Regions from separate parts of the Gossypium arboreum genome. Here region 2 is linked to region 1. Evidence: chromatin contacts called from public Hi-C data. All regions are on one chromosome and are shown on one strand. The core of a region is the stretch at or near the end of the contact, and the rest is flanking DNA. Distances in the headings are between cores, read along the strand shown.

Region 1 (5,533 bases), core at 1,475-3,974:
CTACCTCTTAAATTTTCCATGGCGCATTTTATTTCTCTTTGGGATGGTTGAAGATGAAATATAAGCAAAAGCACCTTTATATTAACTTATTGATCTTCTTTAAAGGAAGATTATTTAAGAAAAAGAAACGCATTGGATTGTGGAAACGGTCAGAACAAAACACCACTATTTAATACTTAAATAATCAAAACTGCATGACAGCCATTTATACCAATATTAAAACATGTAAAGTTAGTAACAAGAATATAGGGTTTTCCTGCAAATTTTCTCTTTTCTGCGTTCTTTTGACCTTCAAAACAGATTTTATTGCCCTATATTTCTTCCATACAACATTAATTAATGCAAAAAAGAAAGAAGAGTGTATCTGACTTGCTTTTCAGGTTCTAATGGAGACGGTGAAGAAAGTTTCAATCGGGATCCACTGCATAGAGTCCGTCAACGTCATGCATGCATGCTTTGCATCACATACATGGTTTCGCCATAACATGCATAGGCGGAAAATATCTGATGAAGTAAAAACTATTAGAATCTGCATACGTAATTTTTGTTTTCGTTACGTTTTATTTTGATTTGAGTTAATTATATAAGTGAAGAGGTGATCGACATATATATATATATATATATATATATCTTAAGAAAAGAGCATTGAATTGAGACAGTCTACAATAACAATCTTTGAACTTAATCTAAGATATTAAAGGTTTTGAAATATGGTTGAAAGGACTTTTGTTATTTTAAAGAAATATTTTCACATATTAACAACATGACCTTAGTATGTATATATATATAAGGTTAGATTTTACTAGCATGTTACATACTTCATAATTTCTTTCATAGGTGAATTTAGGTTGATCCATACTTTAAGGAGTACATAGAAGAAAAGAGGTTTTGATAATATTAATTATATAGATTTAGATTTAGATGATGATGAATTCACTCAAAGACTAATATTTGATGAAAAGAAGGTTATGTTAAATATTAAAGAGGAAATAACCCAACAAATATGGAACAATAGAACAATTAGATAAAATTAAATATGACGTTTATTTTTCTTGTTATTTTTATTAGTATTGTATTATCTACTATCTTTTGGACTAACGTAATACATATAATGATTTGATTTTAATTTTTGTTACTTGTTTAGAAATTTTTATTGTGTTAATAACATTTTATAGTAATTAATATTTTTAAAAATATAAATTATGTAATTGTGTAATTACAATTTGTATTACCAAACACGACATAGAAAATTATAATGTAATTACATTCCGTCAATGAACCACGTTTAAAAATTACAATTCTTTATAATTACAAAATAATATAATTATTGCCATAATAATTACACTTTTATTCCTATTATTATATGTTGTCCAAATACAACTTAAAAAATTGAATTGGAGGTCAGATGATGAAATATATTTGTTAAATTTATTAGATGTTAAACTTTGTTTTGAAAGGATGCAATGTTAATTTGAATAAACAATTATTAACACATTCGTTCAAACAACTCATTTAATTTTGATCATTAATTTTTATTAGTATTTTCTTTAAATTTTAGGATTATAAATAAAAGATATTCACGAGCATAATATATAAATACTTGTTTAAATAATAGTAGCATTAAATTAAATTAATAAAACGAATATTAGATAAAATCATGAAAGAATCCATAGAAAACTTATAAATATGCGTAAGAGGCACCATGGCAATTTGTCTTTAATTTAATTATTGTATAAAATCTTTTATTAATTCTTCAAAGCATGAGTTGCGGTTTAACTTATTTAACAAGTTTTTAGATATAGAAAGACAAAACCCTTTGACACGGTAAAAAAGGAAGAAAGCATTGAACTTGAATTGGTAAGTGTTATACTACTTTTGATTAAATAAAACAAAAAAAGAAGAACTGCATTTACTTAACACCAATAATATTGGTAAAAGAATTATATAAAATATATTAAAAATTGAATGAATATTTAGTTAAAATGATAAAATTAAATATTTAAAAATTTTAGTGTTTTAAATTTAAATTCCATTATATGTAGAATTTTATTGATTTTACATAAAAATATCAAAAGATAAAAATACTTTTATAATAATATTTTTTTTTTGATAAAAACAACCCAAAGGGTCAAAAAACCTCAATTAAAAGCATCATGAATTACAATGTTATGGATTTCCAAAAGATAATCCATTTTAAAAAGCAAATTACATTTCTTTTTAATAGCCAAATTACAAAGCAAATCTGCAACTTTGTTGCTGTTACGGTTAGCCCATTTCATTTGGACCGACTCAAATCTATTAAAATCCATACACACCTTTTTAGCATACCGACTGAGGATAGTCAAATCTTCATTACGCTTGTTTACTTTATTAACCAAATTTGCATTATCCGATTAGAAGATGATGTTTGGCGCATTCAACGTGGTTGCCAGCTGCATGCTCTCAACAAAAGCTTCTATTTCAGCCCAGATTGCGTCTAGCTGTTTTTCTTTAAAACCATAGCAACCCCCAGTAACAAAACCATCCGAGTCTCTGACAATAACACCATACCCCACACCACCGTTTGAGATAGCCACGTCAAAATTAATTTTTATGTAGCCGATCAGTGGTTTCATCCAATTTTTATTTTCCAAAGTAAGAGGGATAATAGGGGGCTCTGCAATGGTGCAAATTTTGAAGTCTTCGCTAAGGGTTTTTGCCTTTTCCCAAATCTTTCCAGCAACATCCCCCTTTCCATTGAAGACTAGATTATTTCTATGGTTCTAAATATTCCAAATGAGGGTGAAGAAATCAGCAACGGCTTTGGCATCTAGCACGCAAAGGACATCTTCTAACCAATCGATACAGTGGTCATAAATCCCTTCCATCAATCTGTTATGTAAGCCGCCAAGAGTAAGGATCTCACAAGACACAGGGCAATCTTTCATTACATGGATGATCGTCTCTGTACTGTTTTTGCATCTGGGACAGGTGTAAAACCCAAATTTTGCCCACTACCCCAATACCCAATACAACCCATTACAAACCCAAACCAAAACACTAAACTAAACCCAAAATCAGGCCCAAAAAAACTTAACCCAAATACAAACCCTAGCCCACAACTTTTTCAGAAAAAATAAAAAAACAACAAAACCCTAGGCGCCACCCTAGTCATTGCTAAGCCTGCTACTGCCACTCCTCTATCAGCCACCTGCTCTGCCGCCATCAATCACTCTGCAAATAAGAAGAAAAACACGCAAGATCAGTAGCAAAAAAGAAGGAAAAACAGTGTTTGTAAATCAGCTATAAAGCCATAAAAATCGAAATGTAAAAGGGGGGATTTTTGATGGAATACAAACAATAGATATTTCAAACACATACAAAAAAAAGTAAAACAACGAAGCAGATTGAAGAAAAAAAAGTTAGAAGCGCAAAGGTTACTTTTTTTTCTTTATTTTACTGTTTTTAAAATCGTCTATATCAAAAAATTTTCTTTATTTTCCTTTTGTTTAAAAAATATATATATCAAGTATATATAGTATATAAAAAAAAACTTACCTTTCGGAGTTTCAGCCGCCATGCACGGTGGTCGAAGGCCGCGGTCGACGGCGGTGGTCTGCCGAAACTCTCTCGCCGGCCCTGGGGCTTCTTCAGAGAAAACAAATGGGGGAGGAATTTTTTTTTTTTGAAGTGTTAGAGTGATTTTTAAAAAAAAAAAAATTGGCCTTAAATAGACCTCCAAAACGACGCCGTTTTGGGCAGGCCTTTTAGGCACCAAAACGACATCGTTTTAACCTGGACCAAACCGACCCAACCTGCCTAGGATCCATGTGTTTTTGGGCAAAGGGGTTATTTGCGATTTTAGCCCTTCCGCTTTTCTATTATTTTACAATCAAGTTTCTTTTATTTTTCAATTTTGCCCTATAATTTATTTTGACCTTCAATTTCGTCCCTCTTGGTGCTGTGTATTTTAGGAGGGTGGGATATTGCCCATTTTGGTCCTCTTTTGTTATTAGCGCGTCTAAATTGGTCCTTTTCCTTTTATTTTTATTTCGAATTCGCCCTGAGCTTCTATTTTAGGTTAAATTTAGTCTTTTTTTGTTATTTTCACTATTTTATATTAAATTAACTAATTTAATATATTATTATTACTATTATTATTATTTTAATATTATTATCTAATATATTATTATTTTTTACTATTATTACTTATATTCGTTAGTATCATTATTAATTTTATCTTTATTTTCTTTACTATTATTTTTATTATCATTAAGTATTTATTATTATTATTATTTCTTATTTTGTTTCATTTAATATTTTTATTTCCTTATTGTTTTTGCCTATTTCATTTTTTTATTTTATTTTTATTTATTTAAACTTTTAATAGTTTTTATTTATTTATTTACTTATGGTTTTTATTTAGCCTTGTTTTTATCTTATTTTTATTCTTGCCCATATTCATTATTTGTACCATCATATCATTATTATGTTGTTACATATATTAGCACCGTAATTTGCTTGCACATTTTACCATAAAATCATGTTACATTTTTTATTCGATACACTAAAATGTTGTTTTAAATAAGTAATATTTCGTATTTCGAGATTCAAAAAGTCGTTCCCTAACTTACAGGATTTTGATTCTCTCGGTAAATCCAAATATACGAATGTTTTAAAATTTTTAAAATAATCTCGGTATTAAGAAAAGATCGTATTCTAACTTACGGAGTATGATTTCTTTCTAAAACCGAGAAAATCAAATATCTTTCAAAAATAAATAATTTTCGGTGTTTATTCTTGTTTCGGGAATTTAAAATACTGTGTCCTAACTTACGGGACAATTTTTTTCCTCGATTAACGTGAAACACACCTTTTTCTCAAAAAAAATTCAATTAAGTAATATTTTAACAAAGGATCGTACTTTTAAAATCTTCAAAGTTCTCAAATTTTCGACACCAAGACATTAATTAATCAACTAGGTACCAATTTTGGGCAGATCGAGGGTGCTAACCCTTTCTCGTGCGTAACCGACTCCCGAACCTGTTTTCTAGATTTTGAAGACCAAAAGTCATCGTTTTAATAAATTTAAATTTTTGTTAAAACGACTGAATTACCAGGTGATCCGATCACACCTAAATAAAAAGGATTGGTGGCGACTCCCGTTTTTGCATTTTCATTTTCAAAATCAAGTCGACCCCATTTTTCAAAAAAAATGGTTTCGACAGCTTGGCGACTCCGCTAGGGACTCAAATAAGAGAGTCAAACCACAAGTTGATTAACTTTTGTCTTTTTGTCAAAAATTGAATATTTGGTTTTGATATACGATCCTTTCATTGCATTTCATCCATTTTGAGTTACGATCTTCATCATTTTATTCATATTTTATTTATTTGCTTCGAGCTTTTTTGTATATCCCTGCACATTGCATTGCATGACCGCGCGGTTAGGCCCTTTTAAGTGGGAGTAAGAAACTATTCCTTCGTGAGGTCTTCGCCTTTGTGCAAGATAGTGGATCTATTTCGGGATACATCTGTACCTATGTCTTCGTGAG
Region 2 (5,533 bases), core at 819-3,318, 370 kb after region 1:
TTTTTTTTTTTTTTACAAATAAAACTTGGAGATACTGAGGCATATTCGCAGTATTTTTTTTGCTTTTTTGTGTTTTCTTTATTTTATGGGCTTCAAAGCCCTTTTGTCTCGTAAAAAGATTTTAAAAGTTTGATTCAATAAATTCATAAGACTTAATTCGTGCTTAAATTTTTCTTTATTCTTTAGTATTCGTGCATCTTTTGTTTAAATTATAATTGTTTAGGTTTGTTAAATATTCACCAGTATTTGATAGCTTAGAATGGTTACTTTGTCAATTAAAATAATTAAATCAGTAGTTCTTTCATACATTCTAATACTAGTGATGAACTGCATAATTGTTTATGTCATAGTTTATAATTATGTTGTGCGGATGTGTGATCTAGCTTAAATGAACTCTATTAAGGTGAGTTTGTTGGATAGAATTAGGTCTCTCTCATTCTTAATGTTGTCGGTAAGTTAAATCTTGAGCGTTAAATTACAAGGTTATTTATCAATTAGGGAAGTAATTTCAAACGAGTTGCCTCTTGGTTACCAAATAAGTAAGGATAAATTGGTTGCTCGGTATTGAGTCAACAACTAGAACTAATTTATTAAAGATATTGAAGTTACTTTGCATCGATAGTTGAATCTATAAATCAAGCAAAGATTTTACTTTTGGCTAGAGATTTTTCTCATTGAGTTTCTTATATTTTATTTTAGTTTACTTTATTTTAATTTCATTTTAGATTTTAATTTTAAAATCTCCTTATTTTATTTTTATTTTACTTGTTTATTAAAGAAATAAAATTATGTCTGATATTTATAGATATGACCCTGCTTACTAATTTATATTTTCAAATGGTTTTATTTTTGGAATTCTTAATACCCTAATATGTTGTACATGAATCACCATGAGGCAATTTTAATAGAAAAGAAATCCCATCTTACGTACCAGAGTTAGTAAACACTTGCGGCCAAGGTAAAATAGACTCAAAGAATTACCATACTTTCATTCGTGGGTTTTGTTTAAAAACCCTCACCCAATTTTTTAAAAACTTGCAAAGATTTTTAATTTAAGAGTATATGTATGATGAAATGAAAATAAATTTGAGCCGCATCATTCTCTAGTTATCAAACAATAGTCCTAATATGAATATCTTGTGCATCATGACCTTATGAATGACCCATTGATTTTTACATTACAAAACAATCTTTGTGGTACAACTTAATATTAATTATTGCTTTAATCATTTACTTATTGTGCAAATTAAACTAATACATTTAAATACTTTTATAATTAGAATTATTTATAGCAAATAAGGATACATAGCCTAACATCAAACATCAATGAGGAGATTCACAATAAAATAATTTAAATAGAGAATAAGGAGCACGATGAAGAGAGTATACAACACAACCAAAATTTTTGGAACTAGTTGGTATCTTTCAAACTAGGGAAAATTCTTCATAAGAAACTGACAAAAGCGTTTAAACAATGCATGACGTCCAGTTTTGGGTAGAAAAACAATCTGGATGTCTTTCATTTTGATGAAGCTACTAACAGAGATTTCATGTTACCCTAGAGGAAGGAATGTTCATCTTTGATACTAATTATTAAATTAAATTTACGATTTTCTTAACTAAATTACTTTATATTTGAAAGTTAATATGGGTTTATTAAGCTCATCTAGAACTATATTATATATGAATTCCTCATGGCACATTTTCATGAAATACCGGAAAAACTTTAAAACTATTTTCTTCATCACACATTCTTCAATCAAAACTTTTTTGGGTTCTAATTTTTTCCTTCTTTCTCCCACCCAAAGCAGGTGCATAAGTTAGTAGAAAAAGGTGCCAAGTGTAGTGTTGGGTAGTTTTGTGAATGTTAATCACTTGGTATTTCTCTTTACTTATCACATTATTTATGATCCCTATCAATTAAAATAAATATATTTTTTTATATTATATATACGAAAAGACTATAAAAAATGTAAAAAAAAAATGTGTTTATTTTTAATTGATAATAACTATAAATGTTGCGGTAAAAAGAATTTATAAAATAATTTTTTCAATCATATACTAGGGTTGGGTTGATCCTTAACAACCCATTTCGGGTGTTTAACGTCTCCCATAAATCGTTAAGATAGAGGATATTCTGCTTTTGCACATTGATTTTGGGATAATAGATGAAAAAGGGTTCAAATAAATTTGCAATTTAAATGACCCAAGTCCCATGGACCATCCAAAACTTCCGCAACCTATTGAAAACATGCATAAGCCACAGAAACATTTTAACAGGCAAATCCCTCCACTCTCTTTACATCAAATCCCTCGTTCCTTCGTCAACTTACCTTTCCAATCATTTCATCCTCCTCTACTCCAGATGCGGCCTTTTAGCCACTGCCCACAACGCCTTTTTCCAAACCCAACATCCCAATACCTTCTCTTTCAACGCCATCATCGCTGCCTACGCCAAGGAATCCCTCCCTTCCGTTGCCCACAACCTGTTCGATCAGATTCCTCACCCAGACCTTGTTTCTTATAACACTCTCATTTCCGCTTATGCGGATTGTGGTCGGACTGAACCTGCATTGGAGTTGTTTAAGAAAATGAGAGACTTGTTTTTTGAAATGGATGGCTTTACTTTATCTGGGGTCATCACGGCTAGTTTGAATGATGTGTGTTTGATTAGACAGGTGCATTGCTTTGTGGTTTTTTGTGGGTTTGATTCTTATGCTTCGGTCAACAATGCGTTGCTTTCCTGTTACAGCAAAGAGGGTTTTTTAAGGGAAGCAAAGCGGGTGTTTTATGAGATGGGAGAGTGTAAAGATGAAGTGTCTTGGAACTCCATGATCGTTGCCTATGGGCAGCATAAAGAGGGTGCAAGAGCACTGGCATTGTTTCAGGAAATGGTTAGGAGAGGGTTCGATGTTGATATGTTTACTTTGGCTAGTGTTTTGACAGCGTTTACAAGTTTAGAGGACCTGTTAGGAGGATTTCAGTTTCATGCTATGTTGATCAAGACTGGCTTTCATCAAAATGCTCATGTCGCCAGTGGTTTGATTGATTTGTATTCGAAATGTGGAGCTGGCATGTTGGATTGTGGGAAAGTTTTTGAAGAGGTTTCAGGACCGGATTTGGTTCTCTGGAACACTATGATTTCGGGGTATTCCTTGCACGAAGAACTCTCTGACGAGGCTCTCAAGTGTTTCCAAGCGATGCAGCGTGTCGGATATTGCCCTGATGATTGTAGCTTTGTAAATGTAATTAGTGCATGCTCCAATTTGTCATCGCCTTCTCAGGGAAGACAGATTCATGCACTGGCAATCAAATCTGAAGTCCCTAATCAAATTCAAGTCCATAATGCCCTGATTGCTATGTACTCAAAATGTGGAAATCTTCCCGATGGAAGACGGGTATTTGATAAGATGCCGGAGCATAATACGGTCTCTTTGAATTCAATGATTGCTGGTTATGCACAACATGGGATTGGAACGGAGTCCTTAATTCTTTTCAATCACATGCTGGAACGAAATATTTCCCCTACAAGTATAACCTTCATCTCTGTCCTCTCAGCATGTGCTCATACAGGACAAGTTGAGGAGGGTCAGAAGTATTTCAACATTATGAAAGAGAAGTTTGGAATTGAACCAGAAGTGGAACACTATTCATGCATGATCGATCTGTTTGGTCGAGCAGGCAAGCTACATGAAGCTGAGAAACTCATAAACACTATGCCATTTAACCCGGGTTCAATTGGTTGGGCTGCAATGCTTGGTGCATCTAAAATACATGGGAACATGGAACTAGCATCAAAGGCAGCAAACAAGCTTCTTCAACTGGAACCTTCAAATGCTGTACCTTATGTCATGCTTGCAAACATGTATGCCAGCAGCGGCAAATGGGAAGAAGCGGCAATGGTTAGGAAGCTTATGCGCGACAGAGGTGTGAGGAAGAAACCAGGTTGTAGTTGGATAGAGGTGAATAAAAGAATTCATGTGTTTGTGGCCGAAGATATTTCGCACCCAATGATCAAAGAGATTTACAAGTACTTGGAGGAGATGGGAAGGAAGATCAGGTTAGCTGGGTATGTTTCGGATCTGCGGTGGAGTTTAGTTAAGGAGGACGAGATAGAAGCCGGAGAGAAGGAGATAAAGTTAAGGCATCATAGCGAGAAGTTGGCAGTTGCATACGGGCTACTGTCCACAAAAGATGGGGAGCCTATACTTGTGATTAAAAACCTGAGGATATGTGGAGATTGCCATAACGCAATCAAGTTTATGTCTGCTGTTTCAGGGAGGGAAATCACTGTAAGGGATACCCATAGGTTCCATTGCTTCAAGGACGGGCAGTGCTCGTGTGGAGATTATTGGTAATATGCTTTTAGACACCTTGCTGGTGACCTCCAAATCAAATATCCTAACCTACCCGATTGGTGAGGGATAAATTTGAACCAATTCAGCAATTTTGTAACATGGGTGATTAGGATTGGAACAGATTGTGGATCTTTAATATTCTTGTGTAACCAGGCTTCTATTAATATGAAAACGTACATTTATTATTAAATTAAATAATTTGATTTAGAGTAATATAATAAAATAAGCTGAACATCCTGCAAAAGCTGGAGAGTTTGCTTAACGTCCCAAGAGTAGAATACCAAAAAAGAGTTATTCATGTTCAAGTAAGTTTCAACAATACCATTGTTTATGTTACAAATGTATGGGGTCGGGTAATCTCTTAGTCCTTTGCCGGCACTTGTGAATTCAAGGGTACAATAAGGGATACTAATAACATTGCGAATAAAATTAATTTTAAACCATATTCTCTCAATAAAAAATTCTTTATAACAATATAAATTAAAAATTTTAAAATTAAAGTAGAAGAAAAATAAAATGATATCCTCTTAAATTCATAAAGTTATACAAATATATAAATCTGATTCGTAAAAATAAAGTCTTAAGTAATGGGAATATCAAATTGCAAATTAAAATGAAAATTTATAATTAATGTTTGTAAATATTATCAAAACTATTAGAAAGTAGAAATTATTTGTCCCACTTCTGGATGAATTAAAATCCAACATCTCAACCACAGTCAAGGATTGAAAACTCATATTACCAGTATTTAAGCTTTATGAGACGTTGAACAAATAAAATATCAAATTTGATTTTTCTTCCACCATCATAGTTTTAAAAAAGTAAAATCCAAACATCGACTTATAATAACAAATATATAATTATATTAAAATTTCCAAAAATTTAATTTAAATAAAAATAAAATATTATACTTACACTCGTATCTTTTCTTAAACCACTTTGATTGTCTAAGAACGTGCTTTGATTCTTGTACTCCTTGAAAAGTTGCTTCAGTTCTTCATGACACTTGCATTTGTATTTAGCAAACAGATCTTGTAAACAATGCAACTTAACGCAGTGATCAAGTATAACAGCAAATGCCAAAACTATATAATAATCATCCCAATACTTAAAAATTTTACCGTCCATTTTTTCGCCATTAATATCATAAGACACATGTATGTTTTAAATTTTTT

What was found. Hi-C and Micro-C count contacts between places; a contact is called where the count stands out from the background.
Region 2: a contact with region 1 is called in a Hi-C map of leaf, with 2.6 times the contacts expected there. The contact joins the promoter of LOC108477491 here to the enhancer-like site in region 1. A contact is called at or near these places in 2 of 5 Hi-C or Micro-C datasets (both in leaf).

What each region holds. Positions count from the first base shown.
Region 1 is chr12:44,949,872-44,955,404 of ASM2569848v2, forward strand. No RefSeq gene overlaps it. Among protein-coding and RNA genes, the nearest start is that of LOC128286152, 68 kb to the left of the region's middle. Within about 2 kb of position 2,725, at least 2 of the 2 cell types and tissues checked have an H3K27ac peak or open chromatin away from gene starts, as enhancers often do. A contact at or near this core is called in leaf, where this site is marked.
Region 2 is chr12:45,325,178-45,330,710 of ASM2569848v2, forward strand. LOC108477491 (pentatricopeptide repeat-containing protein At3g49710) reads left to right here and starts at 2,069. Exons shown (of 1, transcript XM_017780036.2): 1 at 2,069-4,556. The coding sequence starts at 2,202. The coding sequence ends at 4,358.